Regions from separate parts of the Zea mays genome. Here all the other regions are linked to region 3. The links are chromatin contacts, called in public Hi-C maps. All regions are on one chromosome and are shown on one strand. The core of a region is the stretch at or near the end of the contact, and the rest is flanking DNA. Distances in the headings are between cores, read along the strand shown.

What was found. Hi-C and Micro-C count contacts between places; a contact is called where the count stands out from the background.
Region 1: a contact with region 3 is called in a Hi-C map of tassel, with 3 times the contacts expected there. The contact joins the promoter of LOC100192746 here to the promoter of LOC100174971 in region 3. A contact is called at or near these places in 3 of 25 Hi-C or Micro-C datasets (ear, endosperm and tassel).
Region 2: a Hi-C map of tassel shows a contact between it and region 3, with 2.3 times the contacts expected there. The contact joins the promoter of LOC100272586 here to the promoter of LOC100174971 in region 3. A contact is called at or near these places in 2 of 25 Hi-C or Micro-C datasets (ear and tassel).

Annotation. Positions count from the first base shown.
Region 1 is chr1:68,067,619-68,070,685 of Zm-B73-REFERENCE-NAM-5.0, forward strand. LOC100192746 (histone H3) reads left to right here and starts at 1,350. Exons shown (of 5, transcript NM_001137945.3): 1 at 1,350-1,641; 2 at 2,964-3,035. The coding sequence starts at 2,964.
Region 2 is chr1:68,152,081-68,155,401 of Zm-B73-REFERENCE-NAM-5.0, forward strand. LOC100272586 (Os10g0351100-like protein) reads left to right here and starts at 1,490. Exons shown (of 2, transcript NM_001147049.1): 1 at 1,490-1,901; 2 at 2,462-3,321. The coding sequence starts at 1,509. The coding sequence ends at 2,632.
Region 3 is chr1:68,558,082-68,561,106 of Zm-B73-REFERENCE-NAM-5.0, forward strand. LOC100174971 reads left to right here and starts at 1,371. Exons shown (of 7, transcript NM_001134282.1): 1 at 1,371-1,557; 2 at 1,845-1,987; 3 at 2,088-2,228; 4 at 2,661-2,769. The coding sequence starts at 1,895.

The sequences.
Region 1 (3,067 bases), core at 100-2,599, 490 kb before region 3:
CCAAGTAAAATAATGCTTTGAAGGACGAAGGACTTTAAGGTTTAATATTTTCTGTGTTGCCTTGTTCTTAACTCTTAGCATTTGATAACAAGTCTCCAACATTATAGATAAATTTAAAATAATAATATATGTGATTTGTCATATTTAATTTATTTATATTTAAATAGTTATAATTATACGACCTAGATGTTTCAATATAATTTGTATTTTACATATACATGTTATCGAATATTTAGAACCAGATAGAGAGTAATATTTAAAAATGGACTCAGATACATCTATGTAATACTTATAATTAAATCAGACATAAATATGTATCTATATTAACACTACAGCAAATAAATTCAGATATTGTATGTTTCGGATATTTGGAAATTCGCATCCATCACTAGCTCTAACGCATGATTGGAAAGTAGCACATGACGAAACACACAGGTCACCCATCCTCCTTGGGTCCCACCAAATCCAACGGCTGCTACAGGGGTACAGCGACGCGGCAACCTCCCGCGCCCTCCGGCTGTCTCTCCGACACCGCAACTTCACGTGAGAGCATTTATATAATAAAACTGGCTCTTAGGTTGGGTTTTAGATTAATTCTTTGTCTGTTTCTCTTTCGCCCTTTTATCTTGAAGCCCGTGTAACACTTATCTCTTGCAGAAGAGCTTACCCTCTTTTTTTTTTGATGTCTCTCCTCCAGATAATAAAAAATGTCATGTAAGAGCATATACAAAGGGTGTCTTTAGCTATATGTTCGAGTGTCTAAGGAGAAAAATTTAAAAAAACTCAAGACATGTATTTTGACAAAGACACCGTGACTTGACTCTATGCTCGAGACAAGAGACTAGCTTATTGGTCAATTTAATTTATTGAATGCTCTGATTGATATAATGGATATAGTAAGACATATGTTTTAGACACATCTACTGTATTATATTATGTTTTAGCTGTGTCTTATATTTAAAGTACTATTTAAGGTTGTACGTGCTCTAAGGACATGTACAACCTAGAGTCCTAGACACTGTTACACGGTACTTTAAGTATAATACATAACTAAAACACAACATAATATAGTGGGCATGTATAAAACATATGTCTTACCATATTCATTTAACCAATCATAGTATTTAATAAATTAAAGCGACCAATTAGCTAGTCTACTATCTCGAACATAGAGCTAAGACACTGTGTCTTCGTCAAGATACATGTCTTGAGATTTTTACATTCATCCCTATATACACATTCAATCATCTCTCTGTGCACATTCAAAAATATAACTCAATACACACATTATACATGACTTAAGTAGACATACAGCCATTATAGTGTGTTTGCTCTCACGGGCTCCCAGCACACAAGCGAATCCTCGATCCGCGAGCATAGGTCATAACCAATCGGAGCGCAGCATTCCAAGCTGGCGATCCTCGCCACGAGCCTAAAGCGCTCCTGGCCGTCCGATAGCATCAAAGAAACACACTCACAACCGATCCAGACGGCCCACCCAGCGCGAACCGGATATACCACACGGATGCCGCTCTATAAATAAGACCCCGCGGCCAGCCTACTGTACTTTTCCGGCCTCCCATTCCTCGCGCGGCGACCACCCGATTCGAAGCGTGCGGAGAGACCGAAGAAGCGGGAGAGGTATGACTCGAGCCCGTTCCCTCTTCCCTCTTTCGGCGGTTTCGTTAATTCGAGAAGGCGGCGTTCCGTGGTGGTTCTTGCGATCGTGTGAATTTTGCATGTTTTATTTTTTATTTTTTTTTGACTCGACTCGTGCGTTTTGGGGATCGGCCGAGTTGGGGCTTCCGCTGGATGCACTGCAGCGGCCGGCGGCTATGGTGTGCTAGGGTTGCCTTTCGGTCTCCTTCGACTTGCGCGGATACTGCTTGTCACGCGTCGGTAGGGGTACTTCCAACTGGGTTTGGGTCTACTGGTTGGGTACTGTAGCGATTATGGAGGTGATCTTGGCAGAGCTATTACGATCTCTTGCAGGATCGTGGTGCTGCTAGGTTTTGTAGGTGAATGTAAGGGTGGTTGTACTCATGGCTCTAGCGCCCTTTGGATTTTGTTGTTATTGGAGATTTAAGTGGTTCACACATTGGATGCTACTCGGAAGTTCGTATATTAGAACTTCTGATTTATGGACTCGGCTATTGTTCTTCCATTTAGTTGTAGCGATCCATGCTTTTATTCTCTCGTGGAATTGCATCCTCCATCTTGATTGTAGGTAGGTGAATTTAGGGCTTTAGTGCTTATTCACATAGTTCACTCACTCTCAGGAATTTAGGTAGGTTAATTTATGAATTCGACACATGGATGTTATGGTAGCTAATTTGGATTGTATTTAATGGTCTGTAAGTGATTTGTTATGTAATACCGATTATATATTTTTTGTTTTCTGTAATTCTGTTTGATTTAGTGGACTTGGTTAATTTACTTGCCCCTGTCACACAGCTGACGCTTTTTTTATTTCAATCCACCAAGTCAGCTCATGATAATAGCCGACAGGTTGTCTGCTAATCGAACATTTTATTAATCAGGTCGTTGAGTATGATTTAATGGTTTTTGTTTCTTAAACATTTGTTACTAGTCATGGTGTTATTTGGAGTACTGTTCTATAGGGCGGTCCAGTTATAGTGCTAGTTGTTCAGTCAACAAATATCTTCAAATTCTATTATATAGTATTAGAAATATGTTTGAACAAAATGCTTGTTGTTCTATTGTACCTGAACTATCTTATATTTCATTTATAAATAATGAAATAATGATAACCAAGGTGACCGATTGGAAATGATTATAGCTGAGAGTTATTGTATCCAGTATTATTAGTAGTTTGTTTTACACAGCAGAAATTAAGAAATCTGTGCATTTGCTGATATGAGAACAGAAGGTTACTAGCTGTTTTTGGTTAGATTTTGGGCCCCTGAATACATTGTGATGTTTTGCCCCCTCGATTAGTGCAGATGGCTCGTACCAAGCAGACTGCTCGCAAGTCCACGGGAGGGAAGGCTCCCAGGAAGCAGCTTGCCACCAAGGTAAGGTTCTTTAGATAATGGTACCATATTGT
Region 2 (3,321 bases), core at 240-2,739, 410 kb before region 3:
AACTCCACTCAGAACCTCAGTTTTCTTCTCTTCTCTCTAAATATACTTTATTTTTCTAATGAAACCAAACATATCTCGGTTTTGAGCAATACTGTGGTTTTACTATAGTAAAGTAATACTATAGTATTTGTGTCATGTACAATTATAAACTATGGTATCTCAAAACTACAATATTTTAAAACTGCATTTCCAAACAGGCCCTAAAGGAGATTTGGTGGAAAGGTGTGCATGCAGCCCACTGCCCACCCACTGTTCCAATTGGATATGGGGTGTGTTTAGAAGCAAAGTATTTCAAAACCATGGTTTTGGAATACTACAGTCATAAGATGTCATAATATAACCATAGTATTTTTTACATTACTCTTAGCAATACATGTTTGGAGATAAAATATCTCAAACCATGGTAATTAATATACATGTAGTCATAGACAAAAACTTTAGGATAGAGTAGAGTTTCATATAATCCAAAAATACCATGGTATCTACAATACCATGGTATTTAAAACAAATTTTTTACAATGTAGCCAAACTCCTCTTGGCAAAAGATACTATGGTATTTCTTAATAACATGGTTTTACCTCAAAACTTCAAAAATATTTTGTTTTAAACACACACTTGTGAGGCAGTTTGAGCAGAGATTTTAGCCAGTCACTTCTATTGATAAGATGAAGATAGACTTGCTCGTGGAGTTTTCTTCTTTTTCTGCTTGTACATTTGTATACCTCTTATAACATCGACCCTCCTTCGCCGCTTCCTTTCTTTTTAATATAATAGGCAGCTCTTCTATAGGTTCTTTTAAAAAGGAATAAGTGTAGAATAAGAAGACAGTGACGAAGTATGAAGTGTGTTTCAACAAGATAGTCCCCTTTGTTCCACATGTGGGTTATAAATGTGTCTTTGGTGTATCGTGTAAAACAGGGAACTCTGACACGTGATACTATAAATGACACTATTTGAAGAATAAAGATTAAAATAGTATATGTGATATGAGAGCTGCTAGAGACAACCTAATGATACAAAGTGGACGAGACAATATCACCTGGGCCTAAGGCATTGATCAGACACACGTTGAGAGCTATTCCACTAGTTGACTTGTATAGTATAGTGGAGCAGGATTTAGGAGTTGCAGCAGTCGAGCACTTATGAGGTGTATAAGCCATCAAAGGGGACCAACCTTATAATCATAGTGACATGAAGGCACATTTTGGTGGTCCCGTGTAGGAGAAAGGGAACTAACTAAAAAAACTTTCTTATGTTGACTTCTGTTTATCAGTTAGCCTCTATTAGTTTTTAGACCATAAATTACTTTATGTTTAGATCTTCTATTTAGCATGCGAAATACGAACTGAAGTTTAGTTTATTCCCTCCAAACACTCCCTTATCTCAGGTCAGAATTTAGAACAATAGCATACACATTTTCAAATCGCATATTTTTGTTGTGAAGTTAATATTATCCACCGGGCGGCAGAGCTCTCTGCTCTCCCCACCACTCCCTCCACTTCTCTGATATGGCCGCACCGACCTCCCCAGCGATTCCCACCGCGCGCCCGACGGCGCCCCTCCCGACCATGGAGGACATCATGGCGTCGTCGCGCGCGCAGAGCATGCGCGTGTGCCTTCGCACGGCCGGGCCCTTCTTCCGCGTCACGGCCACCCGCGGTGAGGGTGGGGAGGCCGTGGAGCTTGGCCGCGCCCAGGGCGGCATCCGCCCGTGGCCTGGCGGCGCCGTGCTGCACCTCGACTCCATGCGCATGACGCGCGCCACGCTGAGCGTCCCGGACCGCCCACTGTTCGGCCTGGGGATGTTCCTCGGTGCCGTCGCCGTGCGGCACGGCTTCGACGCCGGGTGCAAGCGCGCCGAGCTGCTCGCCATCAACGACACGCCGCTGTACCACGACAAGGTATAACCGCAGTCTCTATCCCCCCCTCGACGAATAACTTTCGTGAGCGATTGTTGCTTCAGAGTTTGCAGTGTAGTGGTCAAGATCAATTGTTCTGCCATTAAATTCATTCGCTACATCAACCAGTATTGGCAGTGCGGTGTTGCGGCCCATAAATTTACATTGATTTTCTGTGTCAAATGTTTTACATGGAGAAGCAAGGTGCAAGGATGCGTACGGTTTGAAAATACTGGTATTGAGTTTTGAAGTATAGCTATTGACAATATATAGTTCCAGTATTTGAATAGTTGCTTCACGCGTTTTTGCTTGAAAACTAAGCATGTGTCCCTGTTCATGTCAATTCCCATAATCATTCTTGGTATTACCTTCCTTTTCAAAACAAAATGAATAATATTCTTTTTCTGCTAGTTAATGGGATGCAATGATCTAAAACAGCAAACTGCAACTACTAGATGTACAGATTTGTAAGATCCACAAAATTCATGCTTGCCTTTTGAATGCATGATACTTCCCGTGGTGAACTCGAACAAAACATTTGAAACTTTTTTCGTTGTTGCCAGCTCGTTAGATTTTACATGAGGATGGGTTTCAAAGCAGTTCATGAGGTTGATGGATCATCAATCAGTGATCTTGGTCACATGTTGGTGTGGGGAGGTAGGGGTACTAGAATGGATGCTGATATTGAAGAGCTTCTTATTAAGTGGGGAAACAGATTCAGACTACAAGACTAAAAGGTGGATGGTAATACTGATATGTTTTGTCGAGACATGCAGTTTTTGCAGCATGCCGCATACAAATCTTGTTTGGATGCAATAAGGTACAAGCCTTGCTTCAACCTTTCTTAACATACAATTACTGTACATCAAGATCTTGCTATGTTTCAGTTCTTCAGTATATCCAATTGAATTTGTTATGAAGTTATGTGAACACATAAGGTTATTTCCTTATATTCTAAAATAGTGGTTAGCTATTGCTTGATTGGGAAGTGTGATTACATTTTCCAACAAGGGCTGGCCATTTTATCTTGATTGAAATGGTGGAGTGAATAAATTTCCTCAGGGAATTTTAGGATTCTGAAGGAGGTCGGCCCAAAATTTTCCCATTTAAATAGAGCTACGAGGTTATGAGAAGGGTGTATTAAATTTTTAATTACCCTTCATCTCTTATACAACTAATGAGTTGACATGTCATATTTAAAGTCAATTCATGCACAAGGGAAATAGTGTAGTAGTTCCTGGTTAAACATCCTATGACATTTATGGACTAACAATTGTTAGGTGTGTAATGGCATGACCTAGTGAATTTTTTGATAATAGAACAAAATTTTAGCCTCTACCATCAGGGATGGTAGACAGGTGAGCGTCAACGACAAAGCCAAGCCATAAGGCTCAATTCTTACAACCTAACAGGGAATAGAAAA
Region 3 (3,025 bases), core at 121-2,620:
CACTAACCTCCTCTCTAGGTGCTCTCAGAAAGTAGAATCCAAACTGGATTATCTATAGATAATATTCACCCAAAAAAATAGGTGTGCATCTCAATATAGGCAATAAGCACAACAACTAATCCTACCTCTCCCAACCCTTTTAAGCACTCATCCACCCAACCTAGGCGGCCAGCCACCAGCCGCCCCGCCCACCAGGCAACGTGTCACTTTGTTTTTATTGTTTTGTATGGTTAAACAATGTTGTCCTTATTACATGTCAGATTTATTGGTAATGTATTGTCGTTGGGTGTCGTGTAGCTAGTAATGTCATATAAAATATAATGTGATAATAATTTTTTTATCGAGGATAAGGACCCATTGGAAACCCGATACCCGAATGGTGATAGGTATGAGATGAATCTTATACCTATGATGAGTACGAGTATCGGGATGAGGATGGTTATAGCTTTACAAGGATGATTATAGATAGGATGTCCAAACCGAGTGGTGGATTTTCCATTCTATGGTGGTACCAACCACAGCTGCAGTGAACATTTGTTCTGGAGACGGTGGAATACTTGTCGGCCATACTCAGAAGGTGCAACACAACATGAGCAACTAACTTTAGTGGTTGACGAAGAGTTTGACTTTTCCATTTCTGGAGTGCATACTGGGTCCATGGGTAAACCCGAAGAACAAGGAAAGCACTTGTCCATCAATTGCACTTGAGTAGCAAAGGTTTCAGGTTGTCGGTGCTGACATCTCTTCTACTCTGTTAAGACCAGGCTAAGGGGGTGTTTGAATGCACTAGAACTAATAGTTAGTTGGCTAAAAATTGGTAGTGGAATTAGCTAGCTAACAAATAACTATCTAACTATTAACTAATTTACCAAAAATAGCTAATAGTTGAACTATTAACTAAAGTGTTTGGATGTCTCAACTAATTTTAGCTACTAACTATTAGCTCTAGTGCATTCAAACACCCCTTAAGTGAATGTCATGGTATGGGCTGACATTTCGAGAGGTGGAGAGTGTCATGGTATGGGCTGCCATGTGGGCCGAGAGTCCGAGACCGGGCTAAATGAGCTGGGCTGAATAGGACTGACTGCAGGTAGAAAGGCAAGCGCAACATTTGGCACCGTTAGCTCTCCACTAAACTTGTCAGATGCAATAATTTATGTTTTTATTAATGGCAAAGCCCTCCTGCCAGCCAGTGCCTTCCTTCCGGGTCAACCACTGGTACAGTCACATCACGAATTCCCACTGGCAGTACGATAACCTCACTGAGCGGTAGGGCCTCCCGTCCCAGAATCCTGCAGGACCCATCGATCATGGCCCCACGGGTCCTGCTCCTGCGTGGGTTCCAATTCCAAGTCGCCCACCGTGACGCCCATCGAGTCAACCGAACCCAAGCCGTGTGGCGACTGGCGAGGCGAGTGCCCCAGTTCCTAACTCCGGTGGGCGCGCTCCCACCGCCGCGCGGCTCAAAACCCGCCCTCAGCCTCCCGCGCTCCAGTCCACACGGGAGCGGGTGGTGTCGTCTGAAGCGGCGCGATCAAGGAGTCTTCGGGCGCTCCGGTGAGCTATCTAGATCTCAACATCCTCTCCCCTCTGTAGTCTGTAGTTGTACTCTCCCGCCCGATGGTTCAGTTAAGTTATATCCTCTCCCCTTATTTTTACTCGGTCGATACCATTTCGTTGTGGATTGGGCGCCCCCGCAGGTTGAAATGCTGCCCATCATGCTGCGGCCCTGTACTATGAGGATGGTTCTAGTTTTGCGTCTGGCAATTTGGGGCGTACATGCTTTTGGCTGCGTACTGTTACTGATCGGAGAAAATGTTTGTAACGTATGATTCGTTTTTCAGGACGTAACGTGCTGGCGGTTGCTTATCTCCGGATGTATATATAAGCGGAAATGTTCTCCTTGTTCTATGGCCTGTGGAAGTATGTGTTCGCCAAGGACGAGTTCCGTGTTCTGATTCTTGGTGTTGACAGAGCTGGCAAGACGGTAGCTGCTAGCTCCCAGCCTTCATATATATATTTCCCTTTCTGAACTAGAAATTGATGATACTTACCTGTACACGATGTTTCTGGAACCGTTGCCATAGACTTTGCTGGAGAAGTTGAAATCGATATATCTCAAGGGGGAAGGACTTCCGCCTGACCGTGTCGTTCCAACAGTTGGGCTCAACATTGGCCGCATCGAAGACGCAAAGGCAAAACTTGTTTTCTGGGATCTAGGTGGTCAGGTAAGAACGTTTACGTACGTAGTAAAGTGAGCCTTCTGTTGCCGTGGCACCACCCTACGATCGTTGATATTTGAGTCTTGTCAGTTTGGTGCTATATCAGGGTTTCTAATGCCTGGGAAATACATGTCATAAATTCAAATTACTAGGATGTGGTTGCTTTAGTTATTAACCTAGCATCTTTTTGCGTTCCAGCAGAATATATATAATCTAGTTATATGGAATGCTCAATAGAATTTTCAGAAAGCAAAGATATGCTCTGTTGGCTAACATTCACAGTACTCAATAGAATTGTTTACTAGTAGAACAGCATCAGCTTCTCTGCTATGTTATAAGAATTAGTGTAAAACTAACTTCAGTATCACTGCTTGCTAGTATGATAATTAAGCTTCCATGCCAAGTTCAGTATTTCTTACACACTTGCCTGCTTGGCAGGTTAGCCTACGAACAATCTGGGAGAAATACTATGAAGAGGCCCATGCCATAATGTACGTTATTGACGCTGCCACAGCATCGTCATTTGAAGATTCCAAATCTGCTCTGGGTAAGGTTCTTATTTGTGTTAATTATAAACTACTCCCTCCATTCCAAATTATAAGACATTTTGGCCTTTTTTCTAGATAAATAAATTTTGCTATGGACTTAAATATTATTTATATATATATATATATATATATAAAATGTCCTGGTACATAGTTAAAACATTATATCTTAAAAAGCTAAAACATTGTCTTATAACTTGGAACAAGGGAGTACTGGTTTGTTTCTATTGCTAGATCTTCCGAGAAGATGCATTGCCT